Linked DNA regions of Callithrix jacchus: region 1 is linked to region 2. Evidence: chromatin contacts called from public Hi-C data. All regions are on one chromosome and are shown on one strand. The core of a region is the stretch at or near the end of the contact, and the rest is flanking DNA. Distances in the headings are between cores, read along the strand shown. Region 1 overlaps SDK2 (sidekick cell adhesion molecule 2). Region 2 holds the start of CDC42EP4 (CDC42 effector protein 4).

Region 1 (3,695 bases), core at 976-3,475, 57 kb before region 2:
GCTAGCCATGGGTTGTCAGGAGGTGGCAGAGCATGTTGGGGGTTCCAGGCAGAGGGAATAGCGGGTGCTAAGGCCTGGAGGCTGGAGAGGAACCAGGGAACACAGAGAAAGCCAGGTGGCTTGCAAGAAAATGGGGTGAGAGCTCGGCTGGGGGATTGGGATTGGGGTTAACTATAGTAAGAACAATGGGCCGAGAGTGGTGGCTCACCCCTGTAACCCTAGCACTTTGGGAGGCTGAGGTGGGCAAATCACTTGAGGTCAGGAGTTCGAGACCAGCCTGGCCAACGTGGCAAAACTCGGTTTCTACTAAAATACAAAAATCAGCTGGGCGTGGTGGTGCACACCTCTAATCCCAGCTACTCAGGAGGCTGAGGAAGGAGAATAGCTTGAACCCAGGAGGTGTAGGTTGCAGTAAGCTGAGATTGTGCCACTGCACTCCAGCCTTGGTGACAAAACAAGCATCTGTCTAAACAAATAAAAAATAAAACACAATGGGAAGCCATGGGAGAGCTGGAGCAACTGAGCAACAGGGTCTGGTTTATATTTTGAGAAAAGTGCTCTGGCTGCTGGTGGAAGATGGCCTGGCAGAGCGGAGAGAGTAGAGGCGGGGAGGGGAGATCAGGAGGCTGAAGGGTAGCGAGTGCAGAGGAGAGGGTGCTGGGGAGAATCCGTCTGCCTGTGTGCAGAGCGAGCCTGGTGGTGTGTGTCCGGCACTCCACTCAGGCACTGTCGCACTTGAGCCTCCCAGAAGCCCTGGGGATGTTGGGGGCAGGTGGAACCCTCATTTCCTGATGAACCAGGGTCACCCAGGAAAGTATGCTACCTGTCCAGGGTTGCCCAGCTGGTCACTGGGGGAGCAGAGGCTGGAACCCAGGATTTCTGAGAGAGCCAAGCATTCCGTCCTGCTGGACTGGAATACTGGCCCTTTTGTCCCGGCCTCCTCTGAGCATCTTGTTCAACCTGCTGCTTCCTATGCTGTTGGTGACATGTGGCTTTTAAAGAGCTGCAGAGGGACCAGGAGCAGTGGCTCATGCCTTTGGGAGCCACCAAATCCCAGCACTTTGGGAGGCCAAGGCGGGCAGATCACAAAATCAGGAGTTCGAGACCAGCCTGGCCAATATGGTGAAACCCAGTCTCTACTAAAAATACAAAAATTAGCTGGGGTGCTGATGCACACCTGTAATCCCAGCTACTCATGAGGCTGAGGCAGAGAATTGCTTGAACCCGGGAGGCGGAGGTTTCAGTGAGCTGTGATCGCACCACTGCACTCCAGCCTGGGCGACAGAGCGAGACTCCGTCTATAAACAAAAAAGCTGCAGAGGGCACACCTGTGGAGTCAGTTCCTTACCACAACCCTCTCTGGGGGCAAGCCTTTGCCTCCACTGCCCCGGGTTCTGGCCGGGCCAGGCTGACCATGGGCTGCTGAATATGCAAGTCTCTCCGTCCACCCCGGCCTGTCCCGGCCACTCTCCTGTCAGTGTCATCTGCCGGATGCGAGCCCCAGGGAACCCGAGGCTTCCGTCACTGCAGCAACAGGACAACTTGTTCTGTCCCACGTCCCCGAAGCAGAGGGGAGACAGGAAGGGCCCCCTGAGCTCACCTCCCTCCTTCAAAGTCACTCGCTGACTCTGCCTCCAGGGGCTGCAGCCGGAAGCGGGTCGGATTAGCTCAGGCTTGGTGGGGAGGCAGCGCAAGGCAATAATAGCCTGGTCTTCCTCCCAGGCCAGCTGGGGACGCCATGGATTGGGGCGCTTCCTGCCTTTCCTCTGTCCTCCCCCTCAGAGGAGCCCCCGCCCCTGTGTTTTCAGGATCACTGCAGGGATCTCAGTCCAAGGAAACGTTTCTCCCAGAGGGTCTGACAGTCCTTGGCATGGCTCCTTCTGACTGCATGGGGGCTCTGTAACAATCCCTGGAGCCCCGGGAGGAGAGGAAGGCCACGGTCATCTGCTGGGGTTCTGGCGTCTTCTTTGTTTAGTGCCCACCGAATGTTCTGAGGCCCAGATACCCCCTACCTTCTCCTCCAGGGAAGCCAAAAGATGAGCCCCACAAAGCCAGGAAATGGCCTTGCCCCACGATGACCCTGGGGGTGTCACGGCTTGTCCCTTGCTCAGAGCCAGGGCTCAGAGCCACTTAGCAGGGAGAAGCCTGAATTCTGCAATTTGAGGGAAAAATAGAGTTCTCTTTCTCCCCAGTTCTTAGGACTCTGATACTGCAAAGTTGAGAAAGGAGAGGAAGGGGCCCGATGACCTCCAGTGACCCCTCCTGCTCGCCCCTTCTGCCGAGCCCTGCTCGCTTTTTCCTCCAGGGCTCAGACCCAACACTCCCGCTAGCTCCTTGGAGCTGAACCCAGGGCTCTGAACTTCCACAGAAGAAGGAAACAAAAGCCCTTTCCTGTCTCCTGCAGCCCCCAGCGCTCCCAGCTCGGTCCAGTTCAGCGAGCTGACCACAACCTCCGTGAACGTGTCCTGGGAAGCTCCGCAGTTCCCCAACGGCATCCTGGAGGGCTATCGGCTGGTATACGAGCCCTGCAGCCCCGTGGACGGTGAGTGGACCTCCCAGCACCTCCCCAGCCCCTTCACTTTGCAAGAGCTCACTTACATCTTGGTGCCCATTACAGCCACTACACATGAGTGAGATTCAGTGCAAGTCTGTTCGTCTTATAAACATGGAAACTGAGTCCCAGTCACGGGAAAGGGCATTTCCAAGGTAAAATGACAGCAAGTGGAGGGCAGGGTTGGAAGAAAGCTCCAGGTCTCCGACTTCCAGGCAGAGAATTGTTAAGTATATTCCTCCTACCGCTGGAAAAAGAAAGGAAAGGAAGGGAAACCTGAGCAGATAGGGCTCTGTTGAGACCATAAAGAAAGGGAGCAGCCAGGGGTGGTGGCTCACACCTGTAATCCCAGCACTTTGGGAGGCCAAAGCGGGAGGATCACTTGAGGTCAGGAGTTCGAGACCAGCCTGGCCAACATGGCAAAACCCCGTCTTTACTAAAAATACAAAAATTAGCCGGGCATGGTGGCAGATGCCTGTAGTCCCAGCTACTCGGGAGACTGAGGCAGGAGAATTGCTTGAACCCAGGAGGCAGAGGTTGCAGTGAGCTGAGATTGTGCCACTGCACTCCAGCCTGGACAACAGAGCGAAAATCCATCTCAAAAAAAAAAAAAAAGAAAAGAAAAGGGGAGCCCCTGAGGGTCCTACCTTTGCCCTTTCCCAAACCTTAGGGTTTTCAGCATTACTGTGGGTTAGTCCTTCTTCAGTTTTTGTGGGAGTCGGGAACCCCTTTGAGACTCTGATGAGAATGAAAGCTTCAGAGCCTCTCCCCAGAAAGATGCACAAGACCGGGGATGTCCCTGCACCCTCACTGCCATCTGTGGACCCCAGATCAAGAGCCCTGCTCTGCAAATGACCTCGCTCTTGTCCTACGCCTGATCTTAGCCAAAGGGCCAAGAAGCAATGCTCTTATCCTTAACCCTGTTCATCTGAGTGGTCTTTGACTCCTTCATCCGGGCCCCAGCTGGGACCCTGCCCCTTTTCTGGGCTCCTGGGATGGGCTGCACAGCCCCTTACAATGGACATCTGGCACCTGCCAGCTCTCTACCCCCGGCAACATGCCAAGAAATCACTGCCATTTTGTTACCAAGAAGCATCCTACAAGGACAGGATTGAGGCGGGAAGGGGACTGTGCTCCTCCCAAC
Region 2 (3,228 bases), core at 127-2,626:
TTTTCCTCTACATGTCCAGTTTAGAATTTGATTTTTTTTTTTTTTTTTTTTTTTTTTTTGAGAGAGTCTCCCTCTGTCACCCAGGCTGGAGTGCAGTGGCACCATCTAGGCTCACTGCAACCTCTGTCTCCCCGGTTTAAGCGATTCTCCCGACTCAGTCTCCCAAGTGCTGGGATTACAGACACATGCCACCACGCCCGGCTAATTTTTGTATTTTTAGTAGAGACGGGGTTTTGTCATGTTGGCCAGACTGGTCTCAAACTCCCGACCTCAAGTGATCCACCCTCGTCGGCCTCCCAAAGTGCTGGGATTAAGGCGTGAGGTACCACACCAGGCCCAGAATTTGACTTTCATACCAGGATGGAGTGGCCACACCATCAGATCTCAAGAGCTGGTTGCGGCTGCGCTGCAGAGGGAAAAGGAAACCACACTCCCCAGAAAGCAGAATGTCCCTGACGGCTTAGAAACCTCGAAGCCATGGGGAGAATCTGGGGCCTCCACACTCACTTCCTTTAAAACCCGAGGGTGGGGGTCGGCTAGAGGCAAAGGAACTTCCACTTTGCACCTTGTCCGCTTTTCTTTTGCTGACTGCTTCGCCGCTGGCATTGTACCTTGGTAATGATCATTTCAGCTGAAACTATTCTCTAAAAAGAATGGAGCCCGAGGCATGCCTCATAGGATTCAGGCTCTGGGACTCAGGAGCTGGTCCTCCTTGACCTTCACTTGGAGTAAATTTAGCCTCAGCTGATACTTAGGCGGCAAAGGCACAGACTTGGGGATGCGGGAAGCTCCGGGGCTGTCACCCTGCAGAAACCCTTCTGACGCCCACTCCAGGCCTGGCCTCGCCTCGGGGCTGGTAGGCTCCGCCGCGCTCCCTGGTTTCCAGCGAGAGTCTGGGATGACACCTAAGAAGCTAGTGACGCCAGCCCCTCCCGCCCCCATCTCCTGACAGCACTGGAGCCAGGTCCGAGAGGGAGCAGGAACGAAGAACGCCACCGGGGCTGGGGTTCTTGGTTTCTTGTCCTGGCTCGAATAGGGAAGAGCCTTAAAAGAGCCTCGCGTTAGGCCCCCGGAGGGAGCGGAGGGAGACGCGCCCCTCACCCTGCGGACCGCAGTGGGGGTTCGCGGCCGGAGCGCAGGCTGCGACTGGGGTGTCTCCCGGAAGCCGAGCGGGCCCAAGCTGCCCAGTTGAAGTTGGGAAAGTCTCGGGCTTTCAGTTTGAACCTAAGAGGCCGAGCAGCCGGGCAGAGGTTCCCGATGGCCATTGGCTGCGGCAGCTCTGTGACATCAGCGCGGAGGGGCGCGCGGGGAGGGCGCGGGCGGGGCCTGGAAGGGGAGTGTCCTGGCTGCTCACAGCCCCGAAAGCCCGAGAGCCAGAAGGAAACAAACGCCGGCGCTGACGGGGGCCGCCAGCCCCGCCGCCGTGCGGAGCCCACAGAGGGGACAGCGCAGCCGCCCCGGTCCGGCGCTCTGGTCTCCGGGGACTGAGGTAGGCGACGTGCACCCGACCCTTGCTGTGACAGCCCCCTTCGCGCCGGTAGGCCTGGATGGGCTCAGCTCCGGGGGCTCGAACCCCCCTGTGGGGCGGAGAGGATCGAAGAAGCTGGGGGTGCGGGGCCGTGGGGCGGGGAGAAGGGCTCCGAGTCCCCAGTTCTTGGCGCTCGCGCTTCTCTCCGCGCCCGCCGCGGTGCCCGGACCCGGAGCCGCGCACCCAGTGTCCTGGCAGAGCGGGATGTGCGGGGCGGGGCGGGGGGTGGTAGGGAGCCGGGCGCGGCGTCACCGGGACTCGATTTTCTCTCTCCACGCTGCAACTCGCTGGCCTGGCCGAGGGCGCCGCTTGGGGGACTGGGGGCGGGTTTTAAAGGGCCCCCCCTTCCCAGGAATAGGACGTGTGTCGGTTTGGGCTGGAGCGCAGCCATTGGCGGCGCGCGGCCCCCCGATTTCCCCGAGGAGGGCGTGTGTGCGCCCCGAGTTCTCTATGAATAAGAACTGAATTATCCGCCTGTTCCGGCGGAGGCGTGTACACACCTCGCTCCCGTACACACACTGCAGCACACGCCACCCAGGGTCACCTGGCCGGGGAGAGAGGTGGACGGAGCTGCCTGGAAGGGAATGGCCGAAGGAGTAAATGTTCCCCTGTTCCCCCACCCCCGCCCCCGCCCCAGCCCCCGCCCCCGCCCCGCGAACCCTTCCCTCCCACGCCGGGCTCCCGCCCCGCACGCTCCCTCCGAAGCCCCCGAAGCCCCCGAAGCCGAGGCGCCTCTCGGCCTGGTGAGGCCCATCCAAGCCTCACCTACCCTCCTCTACCCCACCCCCCACATTTGGAGCCGGGGTGACTGACGGCCTCGCACCGGGTCGGTGCGCCCGGATCCCGGCGCGCTCCGCCGGGTCGCAGGCGGGAGCGGCGGGTTAATGATTTAATCGCCCGCTTGGGGCGGGTGCGCGCAGATCGGCAGTCCCCGGCCCCGCCCCCTCTCCGGAGCGCCCCCAGCCGGGGTTACAAAACTGCCCCTTGCCCCGGGCTCATCCCCCAGGAGCCGTCCTGCCCGCGGGGATCCCAGCCGCCGGTGAGTGCCGGGGTTGGGAGGGCTGGAAAGCTGGGCGGGAGCCGGGGCTGAGGCTGAGCCGGCTTCCTGGGAGCGGACTGAAGTACGTGTGTGTGTGTGTGCGCGCGAGCGAGAGAGACTGGGGGAGGGGTGCTCTTAGCTAACTCAAACCAGGTTCCTTGTGTTTTCCCAGTGACTGCGGCCTGGGCTTTGGAAGTTTTCTTTTTCTCCCTGGGAGAATGGAGGGGAAATCCAACGCCCTTTTCTTTTCTTGTTGCCTCTGGAACTTCTCTCTCTCTCCACGACTCTCACCCTTGCAACCTGATCAGCTCCCACATCCCTTGCTGGGTGCCCGGTGCCCGCTGTCTGCCCGGGTAGCTGAGCATCTGGATCCCAGTAGAGTCCTTTGGGAGCCCCTTCGCTGCGAGGCCCCCTGCCCTCCCCGGAGGGGCCCGGGTGCCGGAGGGAGAATCTCTCCCGTCCGAACCCCAGCAGCCATATGGACCAGAGAAAGGTCCCATCCAGCGAGTGTAAACAATGAAGGGCGGGTGACAAGGGCCTCCTGCGAGGCAACTTCTTTGGCAGTCTGGGTTTCCAGTAACTCTCGAAGCCCCCGCCTCCTTCTGAGGCTGGGGTGGAGGAGGGACCACCAGCAGGATGGACTGAATTTTAAGAGAACAAA

What was found. Hi-C and Micro-C count contacts between places; a contact is called where the count stands out from the background.
Region 1: a contact with region 2 is called in a Hi-C map of induced pluripotent stem cells, with 2.0 times the contacts expected there. The contact joins the enhancer-like site here to the promoter of CDC42EP4 in region 2. A contact is called at or near these places in 2 of 3 Hi-C or Micro-C datasets (induced pluripotent stem cells and skeletal muscle).

Annotation. Positions count from the first base shown.
Region 1 is chr5:129,340,326-129,344,020 of calJac240_pri, reverse strand. SDK2 (sidekick cell adhesion molecule 2) reads left to right here. Exons shown (of 44, transcript XM_035301669.3): 37 at 2,405-2,542. Among named protein-coding and RNA genes, the nearest start is that of CDC42EP4, 58 kb to the right of the region's middle. Within about 2 kb of position 2,225, at least 3 of the 16 cell types and tissues checked have an H3K27ac peak or open chromatin away from gene starts, as enhancers often do.
Region 2 is chr5:129,282,731-129,285,958 of calJac240_pri, reverse strand. CDC42EP4 (CDC42 effector protein 4) reads left to right here and starts at 1,376. Exons shown (of 2, transcript XM_008997688.5): 1 at 1,376-1,489.